Regions from separate parts of the Mus musculus genome. Here regions 2 and 3 are each linked to region 1. The links are chromatin contacts, called in public promoter capture Hi-C maps. All regions are on one chromosome and are shown on one strand. The core of a region is the stretch at or near the end of the contact, and the rest is flanking DNA. Distances in the headings are between cores, read along the strand shown. Region 1 holds the start of Kirrel (kirre like nephrin family adhesion molecule 1). Region 2 holds the start of Cd5l (CD5 antigen-like). Region 3 holds the start of Dclk2 (doublecortin-like kinase 2).

Region 1 (4,718 bases), core at 964-3,463:
CAACTAACCAATCAACCAACCAAACTAACAAACGACCCATAAGTTCATACTCAATGTCAAAGAGGACAGCTTTCCTTGACCAGTTATAGGAAAAGCTGCCCCTTTCTTCCTTCTTTATTCCTGTATTTTGTTTTGTTACCCGTAACATTAAACATAATCTAGTACGTTATACTTCCCACAGACCAATCTCCCCACCCCTCTCTTTGAGTGAACCTTTAAAAGGAAGGAACTTGTGTGTATTCAGGGTGTTATTATATAGGCTGAGTTCCTGGGTTTTTCTTGAACTTACAATTACATTTGGTTTTGTTGTTTGTGTGTTTTGTTGTTGCTGCTGTTGTTTTAAGACAGGCTTTCATTTTAGCCCTGGCTGTCCTGGATCTTCCTAAAAGGACCGGGTTGGCCTTTACTCACAGAGATAAGCCTGCCTCCTCCTTCCCAAGTACTGGGACTAAAGGTGTGAATCATGATGCCCAGCCAGTTCTCCGCCATTGTCTCCTGAGCTAGCGTTACAGACATGCACCACTATACTCGGATTCATTCATTCATTCATTCATTCATTCATTCATTCATTCATTCATTCATTCATTTATAATCTGACTGGTTTTGTGACTGGACCATATCAAGTACCAAAGCAATACCTGTTGAATGATCAGTTGATGAATAAACTAAAAACCCTAACATGTCTGAGTGCATGTGTTTGTATGGATGCTTGTCTCTGTGTGGGGTGGTATTCTTAATCTCTGGATTAGATATCCCTGTCTTAAAATTTTGGTTTTTGTCTATGCTTGCAAATATTTTTAACATAAAGAGAACTCTGAGTCATATTATGCTTTTGAATATGAACTTATGGGTCGTTTGTTAGTTTGGTTGGTTGACTGGTTAGCTGGCTAGTTTTGACTTTGTTTCTGTGCCCTCTAATTGTTCCAGATTGCGTCTGGACCACTCACTCAATCTAACTGTCAAGATTTTTTGAGGAAACTGTGCCCATCTCATATCAGCAGAGGGCACTAGAGCTGTGTGCCTTAGTTCCAAGCCTGAAGATAAAGCTATCTTGGCCAGGAGCTTTTAGGGACTCAGGAGATCTAGAATATGAGAAGGAAGAGGTGGAGGCCTCTCCAGATGGGCGTAATTGCAAAGTTGTGCAATTCCTGTGTTTCTATTATTTCTCCCACACTCAGCAGCCCAGTGAGCAGAAGGATGTATTTAGGGATTGGGAGAGGAGGTGGCTACTACACTGGGTTCTGGACTGGAGAACCCACCCGAATGCACTTCTATTTCGATTCTCCATGTCTTCACCCCAGTGCACCTCAAGTTCCTGAGTGCTTAGAGATCGATCAGTGGCTGCCTTCTGTAGCAAGCCTTCGGGGAGGCACAAGAGAAAGCCACCGAGTTCTTTGGTTTTCCCTCCGGATAGATAAATGTCTGGGGTGAACAAAGGAAGAGTTAACTGCGCCTCTTCATGGCTGCTACGGACTCCAGCGCTGAGGCGGGCCTCAATGTGGCTGGCTGAAGCCCTCAGAAGGGGCTCAAAGACAGTCAAGATTTCTCCAGCCTGAGATTTGTAGGCAAGAAGAGCTTCTCCCTCTCCAACACTCTCGAGTTAATTGAGAATTCTTAATTTAGGCATCTAGGGTTAGATTCTGGGGTTTGGGATTAAAACGAAGAAGAGATCTTAAAGCTTTTACACCCCCATCCCCCAGACGCATAAGAAGCACACCCCTCCTAACACAGTCATCCAAATTGATGAAGGTTCGTCCTCAGTCCTGGCTGCCACCCCATGCCCGGCTCAGTTACACCACTGGGGGTAAAAGTAGGTCTCGCACCAAGCACTGGTGGGCCAGGACCCAGCGGTCCTTGCTCCAGAGCCTGCGACGCCTCGTTCTCCCCACCCCTCCCCACCCCTTGCCTCTGCCCTCAATTCCTTTCTCTTTGCTCTCCTCCCATCTCGGTTCCAGCGAGCGGAGCGAGTGTGTGCGCGCGCGTTGGGGGACCAGGGGAGGGCAGTGGAGGGAGGCGCCGTCGGAGGGAGAGCAGACGTCAGGAAGAGAGGGAGGGAGCCGGGGAGGGAAGAGAGGGAGAGGGAGAGAGAGCGCGCGGCGCGGAGGTTGAGAGAGGCCCCGAGAGATAAAGCCGGAGGGCAGAAATTATTAGGGGGCGCGGGACGAGAGGAGGGGCCAGGGGAGCGAGCCGGCGGCTAGAGAGGCAAGCGAGTGTGCGCCTTGTGTGCAAGGGCGGGAGGGAGGAGAGAGAGCCAGCGGCGGCCCCGCTCGCGCCGACTGGGGCCCAGCGGCGGGCGGACAGCATGCTGAGCCTCCTCATCTGGATCCTCACTCTCTACAACACTTTCTCACAAGGTAAGCCCCAGCCGCGGGCTAGGGAGTCCAGGGAACGGGCGTGGAGTTTCCGGGAGAACACCGAGGAGTTCTTGGTGAAGCGGCCCAACTTGCTTCCTCTGGCTGCGCGGGAGAACAGAGAACTTAGGTCGCAAAAGCCGAGATCCGAGTAGAAAAGGGATCGGAGTGCTCAAAGTCTTTCCTCCAGTTCCTGGCGGTCCTTCCTCCATCCCTCCACTTCCTGGGCCCAGGGCCGGACTACTGGGTCCTGGGCAAGAGAAAGGCTGGGAGGAGATGGGATTTGATTTCAGATTTGGGGGGCGGAGTGCGTGGAAAACACAGACGCAGGCTTCCTAAGATGAGGCTGAGGGATCCTGCTACCCCAATCCAGCCTACAGTCACCTTCATCTGATGTGCGGCTGCATACTGCTTGGGGCTGCCCCTCAAAGGAAGGCTATATTCGGTCCCCCGCCCTGGAGGTTGTGGGTGGGAGATAGAAGTCTAGATACCAGGGTTGTCTGGGTTCAGGGGAAGGGGAGTTGACTGAGCCAGGCACTCACTTCGGGTCAGAAAAGTGCAGGTTTCTGAGGCTCCTTTGGAACTAGCTGGGCAGAGCTGGTAGGAAGAGTGGGAGAGAGATGAGTGCATTCAGGTACACTGGGCTGGATGCACGTGAAGGAACCAAGGGTCCAAACCCCAGCCAGGCCTGGGGTCTGCAGGAAAAGGCTTTTGCCTCCTGAGACTGACTCCAAGGAAGATTTAACACTGTCGAGCCCCTCGCCTGAACTGGAGCACAGAAATCAGACACACAGATAGCTTCCAACAGAGACATGGAGACAGACTACTCACCTAAGGAGACCCCCCCACCACCCACACACACACACACATGGAGACAGACACATACACAAAGACACTGATTGACACCTCTGAAGAAGGAAGATTCCTCTTCTAAGCTGACACACACTTGCCTAGTTATACCCTGGCATCAAACTTAAACTGTACATACATGTTTCCTACATTCAAAGGACATAGCACTCACTCACACAGAATTGCTTCCACACACCCCAGCCATGGAGCAAACAAAGAAACTTGGGGCAGACATTCTTATAGGCAGGCGCCTACAGAGATGTTACAGTCTTCAAAATGGAGGAGGTGGTCTCTCACTGGGGTGGGTGAGTGATCTGGAAAGAGAGAAGCCGCAGAATGGAAAGAGCCCCAGGCATTGGCCAGCTCTCTTCCTCTCCTGAATGGTGTGTGTGTGTGTGTGTGTGTGTGTGTGTGTGTGTGTAGGGGGTGGGGTGCTCCACTGGACCCCCCTCCCCTTTGCTAGCCCTCTCTCCTCCAGCTCGGAAGGCAAAGCTTGGCTTAGCTTAGGGGTCTCAATTCCCTTTCCCTCCCTGGAGCCTCAGGACCCTCTTAGAACATGAGAAGGCGCACATCCGCTGTGTGAGAGCAGGAGTCGAGTTAGGGGGAGGGAGAAAAGAAGGCCTGGTTTCAGGTTGGCCACTTGTCAGAAAGTTGGGAAGATAAGTTAAGTTCTGACTTTGTTCAAGCCAGGTTGCTGGAGAGGGGGAGGGGAAGAGCATGGCCGGTCGAGGGGCAGCTGTGTCAGTTCTGATAGGTGTCAGAAGCAGGCATCTCTCTGCCCCTCTCTTGCAGCCCTCATATTCCAACCAAGTAGAACGAGCTTTAAGAAACAGAAGCTGCAGTTAGCAAACATGAGAGACATGTAGCTTGAATCCCGGCTGACTGGAGGTCAGGGAAAAAAATGCTTGCCGAGTACCTGTCCATCATTGTGGGTGGGTGTGGCTAGGGAAGGCAACCGAATCCCAGCCTACTTGACTCTTATCAGAGGTGAAAGCCAGAACTGCAGAGGGGTGCAGATGTGTGTTTGGGGAGGAAAGCAAAGGGAGAGAGGGGAGTCAGGAGAGCCGCTCGCTCCTCGGCGGAGGGTTGGGGAGGAGACCCTTAGGGGAGAAATGGGGACATGGGGACACTGGCAAGCTGAGGACGAGGCAGGGAGAGTACACAGGGTGGTTGGCTGTGAGCTGGAGGAGGAGGGATGGTAGTGGGAAGTGAGGACGAGGAGAGGTAGTCTGAGGAGCAGCAAAACTGAGAACAGAGAAGAGCCGGGAAGGGGAAATTCAGCCTCGCTGAGAAATAACAGCCGTATTCTAAAGACTTTCGATGGGTTTCATCTATCTTCATTTTTTACTAAATAATTTTCTGTATCTTATCTAAATGAAAACCATTATCTTCCCCCTCCCCCGCTGCCTCGTCCATCACGCCCCAGCTCCCCAGACTGATTGCGCTGAAAATTGAAATATTTATTCATTTTCTAGGAGATTTTTCTCCCTCCCTAGTCTCAGGGAGGAGAAATTGAAA
Region 2 (4,437 bases), core at 89-2,588, 180 kb before region 1:
GAGCCTTCTGATGTTGACTGGAGGGATGAGGGCAGTTGTCACAGATCTGAGGACTTTCTGAAGGAAATGAGACTTCAGGTGAGACCTTGAAGGCTCAACAGTAATCCACAAGAGGCAAGGCTAGTGTTGGTTTCTGCATGGTTGTAGAGATGTTTAAGATGTGGTAAAGACCCTTCATCAGACATATATGTCTGAAGCGGAAAGAACAGTGTAGGCTTTAGTGATGCTTTCAGTAATCAAGATACTAAAAATGGATGACACTTATAGGGTAGCAGATCAGCAGACATCACTGGCTATCACATATTAATCACATTATTAAAAGGCTTCTAGAAGGGCATGAACTTGTAGTCCTAGTACTGGATAGACAGAGGAGGGAGACTCCCCAGTGCTCATCGGCCAACCAACCTAGACTGATTGGCCAACTCGGGCCAATGGAATGGTCTCAAAATAAGGTTAACCAGCAACCCAAGTTTTCCCTCTGTTATACACACAAACACACAGACAACATACAAAATCCTTTTTAAAACTTTTTAGGATTTTAACTTCATCTTTACTTTAGAGAGCAAAACTTCAGTGAAGTATGGTAACCTAGAAATTCAGTTAAGAGCCATGACTAAAAATACATGTTTCTTTGCAATTCAAAACTCTAGATTATCCAGTATCTAGACTGACCTTGGGAAAATTAGAGAACCCTGTGAATCATTTCCAGAGGATGCTAGATTAATAGACTAATGAGAGATGGTTATTTTGCAACTCTACTTTCTTTCTTTCAATAAAGACTTTTAAAAAGATAGGGAAAGGATGTTGTCAAAGTCTTATTACAAGAAACAAAATACTCTCAAGGGGTAACTGTGAGCTAGCCAAGCAGATCCCCTGAGAGATGTCCTTTCTCTCCTTGCTCTACCTCACTTCTACCCAACATCCAGTCATTTTTTTAATTGTACATGTGTGTCAAAGGAAAATTTGTGTAGATATAAGGAAATAGACAGAAATCTGACAATCAAGGCAAACTCCAAATATGGCTTTAGGGGGCTTTCTAAGGTTTAGAATAAGTTACCATATATAGAAAACTGCTTTTGAAAGATGCCTGAATCAGGATTGGAGAATATCCTCCTAGTAACATCTCCAGAAAGCCCCAGACACTTGCCTCCTCTGTGACAAGATTAGCCACAGAAGCAGGGACACTCACCCAGCATCAAGTTGAACAATGGAGCCATGGCCCAGGCAGCTGACGATGGAGTGGTGAGACAGGCTGTAGGCCTCAGGCAGTGGTATTTGGTTTGAACACTAGAATAAGGAAGAGAGGCAGGTCCTGTGTGCAGTAGGAGCTTTATCAAATGACCAAAGGCCCAGGGGGTGGGACTGATAGAGCCAGATGTGCTGAGTTCAGCATGGCCAGAGGAAGGGAGGTGACTGAGTGGCCAAGATCCTGAAAAAATGTGGGTGGAGGGAGGCTTTCTTATCATGATTTCATCATACTGAAAGCCTAACTCAACCTGTCTCTGCTTTAGTTTCTGCTCTATGTTAATGAAGAAACAGTCTTCCTAAGGGAAGGTAGATACCCCAGTACAGTCCTCTTTCATTAGAAGCCTAGACCATATTTAGCCTCCATTGAGGGTCTGTGGGGCAATGACTTGACTTCCAAATGTAAGTCACGATTGTGGCATCTATCTCTGTTTTTAGGGATGGCTTTCCTACCTTCAACCAGCTTCCCGAGTGCTGGTCAGAAGCCTAACACATAGTCTGCTTGCTCTCCTAGGGTTTGCTAGTTGTACCCATCTTTGCAACTTGGATGGCCACAAATCCCTGTGGTGAGGGACAGACATCCTTCACTAAACTCAGGTGTTCTTCCAGTCTAAATTATGTTAAAAAACAAATTGAGCCGCATATCCATCAGGATGCTCAGCCCTCTCAAGTCCTCCATTATTAAGCACACCTGCCCTTCAAGAGCTAATTTAGTGGCACATAAAGCTTCAAGCATGGATATAACCTTGGCTCTTTCTAGCAAAGTAAGCTTTCCCCGATGGTGGCATAGCTTAGATTACTTAGCGTGAAACTTGGTTTACCATGGGGTTTAGTTTTAGTCCTTTATCTCTTTGTTTACTTATTTAAAAAAATAGTAAAAGAAGATAATAGTGTCAGTCAGTTCAGAATGGGAAGCCGACACATAATTCAGGGTTTCCTTTGGATGGAAAGTTTATTAAAAAGAGAAGATGCTAAGACCACGAAGGGGCCTTGAGGTGGAAGGGAGAACATTCGAAACAATCATATGAGGATCTAAACTTGATGGAACCTTACAGTGAAGGAGAGGTTTCCCTTTAAAACTTGGAGAAGTTCCATTATGAGTGAGATTGGGGGTGGGGGAGCGGGGCGGGGTTGAGACACTGACAGGGCATGGTGGGAGGAGGCAAAAGGAGCCTGCACAATACCTCTATGAGAAACTCCTTGTGAGGAGGCTCAGGCCCACCCCAAGAACAAAGGAAAGGTCTATCATTCTATAGCCTCTGAGGAGTAGCAGGAAGTCCTACATCACATGAGTTAGTTCATCACAGCAGAGGTGACAAAGGGCATGGAAAGCTGTCAAGTCACAGAACACACTGTTTCTTAACCCTGTCCCAGAGAAAGCTGCATGGCGTTACATGATACAGGCTTTGGGGTCTGGTCTAAAGGTGCAGGCCCATGTTCTAACAATCGTTTTCTCCAAAAACAGTTTTCAGCAGCCTTGAATCTCCAGAGGATGTGTTGAAGGAAGAGAGTGACCAGGGCTGGCTTGGAACCCCAAAAGAATAAGTCATAAAATCTGCTGTAAGACAGGGGAATGGAAGAATTTTGAGGACACAATGTAGGAAGTGACTACGTCTGCCTGAGGTGGTGACCAGGGGCTAAGAACTGAGAGTAGCAGAGCTTGGTAGGGCACAAGCCAACAAAAGCACAATTGTCCATTTATCAACAGCAGATGGGTGCCTGGGAGGGCAAAAAGGCAGGAGTTGGTGTGCTAGGGCCATGGGATACATTGTAACTAAAATGCTCTGTGTTCTCCTCAATCCTTCCAGACCCTGACACAAACAACAGAATTTATCCTTGAAAAATAAAAGTCTTAATCTCAGCCTGTGGGCAAAAAGCATCCTGGAGAACACAGACTTGTGATTCAGGAATATATTTCACATAAGAAATTGAGGGGGGGGAAGACAAAATATTTTCCCAATAAAATATTTTATTAGCTCGATCAAGAAGATAAAGAAAGGAAATCAAGCTCGTCAGTCAGCAGGGACATTATTTCACAGGACAGAAGCAGCTACTAATGGTATGGTGTATCTGTTGTGGATTGTCCTCAAGCAGAAAGACTCCTAATGAGTGTAGCCAGAATTACCCGAAAGGCCCTGGACAAGCTCTGCCTGTGTACATTCCCTGAGAGGAGGTGAGAGTGGGCAGGTCCTTAGAGCCTCACCTGAGATGACAGCTAGGACTTCCTCCTGTGTTCCCACCCCAGTGGGGACACCCCACAACTGGAAATGGTCTCAGCAGGTTGTAGTTTTTATAGGAGGTGAAACATTCACTGAAAGGAGGAGAGACTCCATCCACAGAGCTGCCGAGATGTGGACATCATGCTGGAGTACGACTTTGCAGTGACAGAGCTATTTGGGGGTCACCCATGCTCCTGTGGGCAAGCCAAGTAAGCTCATTGCTTCAGTGGGCTGGATTGGATGTTACTTCGATCTGTGGGCTAGTGCCCTAACTGGGGTGAATAGACATTAGTTCTTGTCACTCCAGGAAAAATTCCCACAATGGCATTTCAGAGTTTGTGTTCTGGTTTCAGCCAGGAAGAATCAGAAGGGAAGAAGACCACTCCTGGGTCTTGGAGACCTGTTACTAGAACACGGCATGGAGCTGTGGCCTGGGCTAGCATTCCAGAGGCTGAAATGGGAGTACAAGTCTAAGTCCAGTTTGTCTCAGAGAGAGACAGGGACAGACAGACAGACACACAGACAGATAGACACAGAGAGCAGACACACACAGAGAGACAGCAAGAGTGTTCACAAGCACACTGGACCACTGACCTAGTCCAAAGAGAAAAGAATGTGAGCAGAAAGTTCAGTGTTTGGGTTAGAGGCCAAAATGGGTAAAGTGTTTATCTTAAGTCTGGAAGGCCACGTTAGACTGCGAGCTTGTAGAAAGCTGTAAAGGTCTGAAATTACTTTATTTTAAATGTTTATTATTCTTTTATGAGTCTGAGTGTTTGGCAGCATTTGTGTGTGTGTACCACATGTGTACCTTGGAGGCAAAAGAGGATACTGGATTTTCAGGAACTAAAGTTACAGATGATTTTTGAGCCTCCTTGGGGGTGCTGGAAACGGAACCTGGGTCCTCTGCAAGAGAAGCAATTGTCCTTAACTGCTAACCAAACTTCTGGTTTATTTTAGTTTTAATTTTTATTTT
Region 3 (4,529 bases), core at 1,780-4,279, 250 kb after region 1:
AAACCTCAGCTCGAAGGTCCCATTCTAAAGCTGCTTACCAGAGGGATCGTCTCTGAACTGCAGTTTCAGTCCCGCCTGTACCTATGGCCTATAGGAAAGGGTAACTTCAAGGGCAGCCAAGGCCGGGTGCTCCCCTCTGGTTCTGTGGTTCTGCTTGCCAGAGTAGCGCAATGCTCTTGGGCGTGCCGCTTTTCGAGTTCCTGCCCCTACACTAACTAGCCAGTCTCCACCTCCTATCTCATCACAAAGAGCAAACTGCACATTGCCTTTGGAAAATGTTGAGTCTACAGAAAAATCCCTGAATACTGTAGTACTTTTCCACGGACTTTCACGTTTGATATTACTAACAATTGCGGAAAAAGCACAGCTATATTTATATAAATGTATATGTTACATGCTGCAAGCATCGGGTATGAAAAGGACAGCAAGTTCTCCTTGAGGAAGCAACAAATTAGAAAAACACCTCTCCTAGCTCTGTTCCAATCGGGATGCTGGCTACATGGTAGCACTGAGAGTCTCTTTTTGAACTCTATGTCCTTTCCTATTAAAATTTAATGGGGAACACTGGGATTTATAATCATTAAAGCTTATGAAATAAAAAAAATGTGCTTCGTTTCAAAAAGCTCAAGTCTACAGTTCTCAGGGCCCCCCACTAGAAACTGTTACCTCATTGTTCTAACTTCTGGGAGAAGAAGCACTTGGTGCACAGTGAACAGAAACGAAGACATGAGACAGCAGATTGCCAAAGTGCTTGCAGCCTAAAAGGTCCGTAGGCATCTTTTATGTAATAAGTAATGGAATGGCTGGAAAACTGCCTTGAAGATCGAAGCTCAGGGCCAAAAAATTGAAGACATGTCAAGGCCTTTGAGAAAAAGAGTAACAAAGTAAAACCGGGAAATAGTCAAGACAAGTTTTTTGTTTGTTTGTTTTTAAATATAAAACCACTTAGTGGAGAATTTAATGAAGTTTTATTTAAACAGATTATACCACTTGAAGGTTTGCATTCTCTTCCCTGGGCAGTGTAGACTGGGGAGAGGTACTAAGCAGAGTGCCGAAGTCTGGTCTCAAAAGCATTGCCAGCCTGGGTGGCCTGAGGGAAGAGTGTGGGATGCAAACACCAGCCCTTTATTTCTCTGTCATGTTGAGCTTTCTACAAGAAGCGTTTACCAGATCCTTGCTGCAGATTGCCAGTGAAGTTTTTATACTTACTGGATAGTCTACGACTATTTAAAAAAATGTGTAATCAGAGCAGAAAGGGGTTATTTTTGTTTTGTTTTTGTTTTGTTTTTTCGAGACAGGGTTTCTCTGTATAGCCCTGGCTGTCCTGGAGCTCACTTTGTAGACCAGGCTGGCCTCGAACTCAGAAATCCGCCTGCCTCTGCCTCCCGAGTGCTGGGATTAAAGGCGTGTGCCACCACGCCCGGCTGAAAGGGGTTATTTTAATGTGTGAACGAGGGAATGTTTTGAGATTTAATTCCTTCTTGAATTGCCAATAGATGAGAAATGAAGTATTTTCCCCCGATTTTTTATTCAAGTAAATGTTAGGGTTAAGGGGAGTTATAGAACGGTAATTCACAGCCGAGAGAGAGAGAGGTCAAGGTTGGCTTCCAGAAGGTGACTTATTTGCCTGTGGCCATCCTGTCTTCATAAAGCCACCTTAAACTAGATCTCAGTCCAGGAGAGACCCAAACAGTCTCCAGACAGGTGAACAGCTAGCAGGTCAGACAGGGTTTCTGAGATGCAGGGAATATCCCAGCGAGGGAAATACATGCCAGTTCTAAACATCTCACTGTAGACATTCTGCACTTGCACGAAAGAGGAAAACGTGTTACGGTTCTATAAACTTTAAACCATAAAGCAACCCAGATTAATTAGTAGTTGCCTCCTTGAAGCCTGCCTTCTCCCAGTTCATTTGCATTAGAAATAGAATTCAGGAACAATTTTTTTCCTCACAAAAGTTTTTAGATTTATTTACTGTGTTGTCTTGGCATGGCATGCATGCAGGGGTCAGAGGATAAACTACAGGAGTCTATGCTTCCCTTCCACCACGTGGGATCTGGCGATGATTGGCAGTTCTATGAGTCACCTGACCTACTGAGTCATCTTGGATGCCCATGGAACTTTTTTTTTTTTTGCCCCTCTATCTCCATCCGTTCTCATGTTTTGGCCAACTAGGTCTATGAGGAAGGATTTGCTTCACGGTGCTCATGGTTGTGTTTCTACCCACTCCTATTTTATGCTGTTCCAGTCGATCACAAGCAAAGCGTTTTTTGTCGCCCTACCTTCAAGGACAGTTTGGAGCTGTTTAGGGCTGCTGAAGAACCGGGTGCCGAATCATTAATTTCATGTGTCAGGTTGGGGCCAAATGCCTTTGAGCTTCATCACCAAAGTGAAATAACGGACGTTTCAAAAATTTCTTGAAACATGTCTATTGTGGGCCAGATATCCACTTAAGAAGAGGTTTTCTTGCATGATGGGTGTTTGTCAGTCCACTTCTGTGAGCAGCTCAGAATGAACACGTGAGCGCGGGTAAATTCACAGAGGTTCTGTTCTCTGCTCGCGCATCCCCAGTGATGGGATTAATGCCCGGCAAATGGCAAGCTCTCCACAAATACTTGATTCAATGAAACCAATAACTTGTAGTCATGTATTCATTCAAAGTTACTGGAACTACTGTGTTATCGAATCTGCAGTAGAAAGTGTGAAGGATTTTTTTTTTCTGCCTAAAGGATTTTTTATTTAAACAATAAATCAGACGTTTATAAAAAACTAATATTGCATCCAAACCTAGTGCTATGTTTTGTATTTCTGCTCTAGGTTGGCCTCGGTTTTTCCCCAGGAGGCAGGATAAGGATGTGCTTGCTGCCCTTGAGTCTCCTTCCTTTGTAGGCTTTTTTTTTTTTTCTTTTGCCTAGCGCGGTTGCGCTAGCCCCCGCGCTTGTGGAGCGCGCAGCGCGGTCACGCCCGGGAGCGCGCAGCTCCGGTAGCCCGGCGGGCGGGCGGGGCCTCCTTGGACCGTAGAGCCGCTCCTCGCGCGGCGCCGCCCTCTTCCTCACCATCTCCCTCTCGGTGTGGTTTGTGGTGTCCCTGAAGGGACAGAGGGTGTCCTCCGGGGTCCAGGCCCTGACAGGCGGCCGAGAGCGCGGATGCCCGTGGGCGTGCGTGCGTGGGAGGCGGCTGCACTCTTCCCGCAGGGGCCCAGCGCCTCTAGAGGATCCCCGGCCAGGGACGCGCACCGGCCGTGGACTGGGCCTGGGCGCGCGCGACGCGGCGGCGGGAACCCGGGACCCCAGGCCGCGCCGGGCAGCCCCGAGGCGCCTCGCCCACGCTCGCGCCCCTCCCCCCTCCGCTTCCTTCCTCCACTCAGCGCGCCCGAGAGCGCAGGCCGGATGCGAACCCGGGCCAGCCTAGGGTCGTTCAACTTGGCGGCTCCCGGCCTGCTGCCCGCGCGCTACTTGTGAGGCGTGGCCCGGCGAAGGAGGCGCTTGGGGGGCGTGGGGCTCCTCAGCTGGCGGCGGCGACCGAGGGCGCGCGGGACAATGAGCTGGGCTGCTGCGCGCTGCGGCCGCCTTTAGCTGGCTGAGCGGCTCCACCTGCGAGCATGGCCCGAATGCCCGCGCCAGGTGTCCCGCTGCTTTAAGACGGGACGGAGCGCCTAGATCGCGGCGCGCTGCGGCCGGGGCGGTTGGGACGTCCTTTTATTAATTAATTAATTTGTGGAGAGCTCTCCCGAGCAGCCGCGATGGCCAGCACAAGGAGCATTGAGCTGGAACATTTTGAAGAACGGGACAAAAGGCCGCGGCCAGGGTCACGGAGAGGGGCTCCCAGCTCCTCCGGGGGCAGCAGCATCTCTGGCCCCAAGGGCAACGGGCTCATCCCCAGCCCGGCGCACAGTGCTCACTGCAGCTTCTACCGCACGCGGACCTTGCAGGCCCTCAGCTCGGAGAAGAAGGCCAAGAAGGCGCGGTTCTACCGGAATGGGGACCGCTATTTCAAAGGCCTGGTCTTTGCCATCTCCAACGACCGTTTCCGTTCCTTCGATGCGCTCCTCATAGAGCTCACCCGCTCACTGTCTGACAATGTGAACCTGCCCCAGGGCGTCCGCACCATCTACACCATAGACGGCAGCCGGAAGGTCACCAGCCTGGACGAGCTGCTGGAAGGTAAATAGGAGGGGCGGGCGCGGCGCGGCAGGTGCGGCCCCGTGCACAGCGGCAGGTGCAGTGGCTGCGGCCAGCGCGCTTCCCCGCCCTGCGCTGGGGCAGCCTGCCGGGCGCTTGCTTTCTAGGCAGCCACGGGAACTGTCTGCTCCTCGGTCGTTTGTGTTGGGTTGGGGTGCACCCATTATCTCCTTCCCAAGAGATTGGCCTTCTAAAAACGGAAGAAAATTCTAATGATCAGAGACAAATACAAACAATGATGGCTGTAAAATTAGCCAACTTATTTTTGCTGGAAGGGCAAACTGTTTGAAAGCGTGTTTCTCCAGTGAGGCGCTGGGTAACCTTTGGTAGAGGCCAGTGCAGTACCTG

The links. Promoter capture Hi-C pulls out the DNA fragments that hold promoters and counts their contacts. Capture Hi-C pulls out chosen DNA fragments and counts their contacts.
Region 2: a contact with region 1 is called in a promoter capture Hi-C map of hippocampal neurons, with 2.4 times the contacts expected there. The contact joins the promoter of Cd5l here to the promoter of Kirrel in region 1. A contact is called at or near these places in 2 of 39 promoter capture datasets (hippocampal neurons and liver) and 1 of 115 datasets of contacts at active chromatin or transcription factors (embryonic stem cells).
Region 3: a contact with region 1 is called in a promoter capture Hi-C map of pancreatic islet. The contact joins the promoter of Dclk2 here to the promoter of Kirrel in region 1. A contact is called at or near these places in 3 of 484 Hi-C or Micro-C datasets (embryonic fibroblasts and embryonic stem cells) and 2 of 9 other capture datasets (liver and pancreatic islet).

What each region holds. Positions count from the first base shown.
Region 1 is chr3:87,172,032-87,176,749 of GRCm38.p6, reverse strand. Kirrel (kirre like nephrin family adhesion molecule 1) reads left to right here and starts at 2,213. Exons shown (of 16, transcript NM_001170985.2): 1 at 2,213-2,354.
Region 2 is chr3:87,354,782-87,359,218 of GRCm38.p6, reverse strand. Cd5l (CD5 antigen-like) reads right to left here and starts at 1,338. Exons shown (of 6, transcript NM_009690.2): 1 at 1,190-1,338. The coding sequence starts at 1,217.
Region 3 is chr3:86,919,384-86,923,912 of GRCm38.p6, reverse strand. It overlaps Dclk2 (doublecortin-like kinase 2), which reads left to right and starts at 3,029. Exons shown (of 16, transcript NM_027539.5): 1 at 3,029-4,163. The coding sequence starts at 3,743.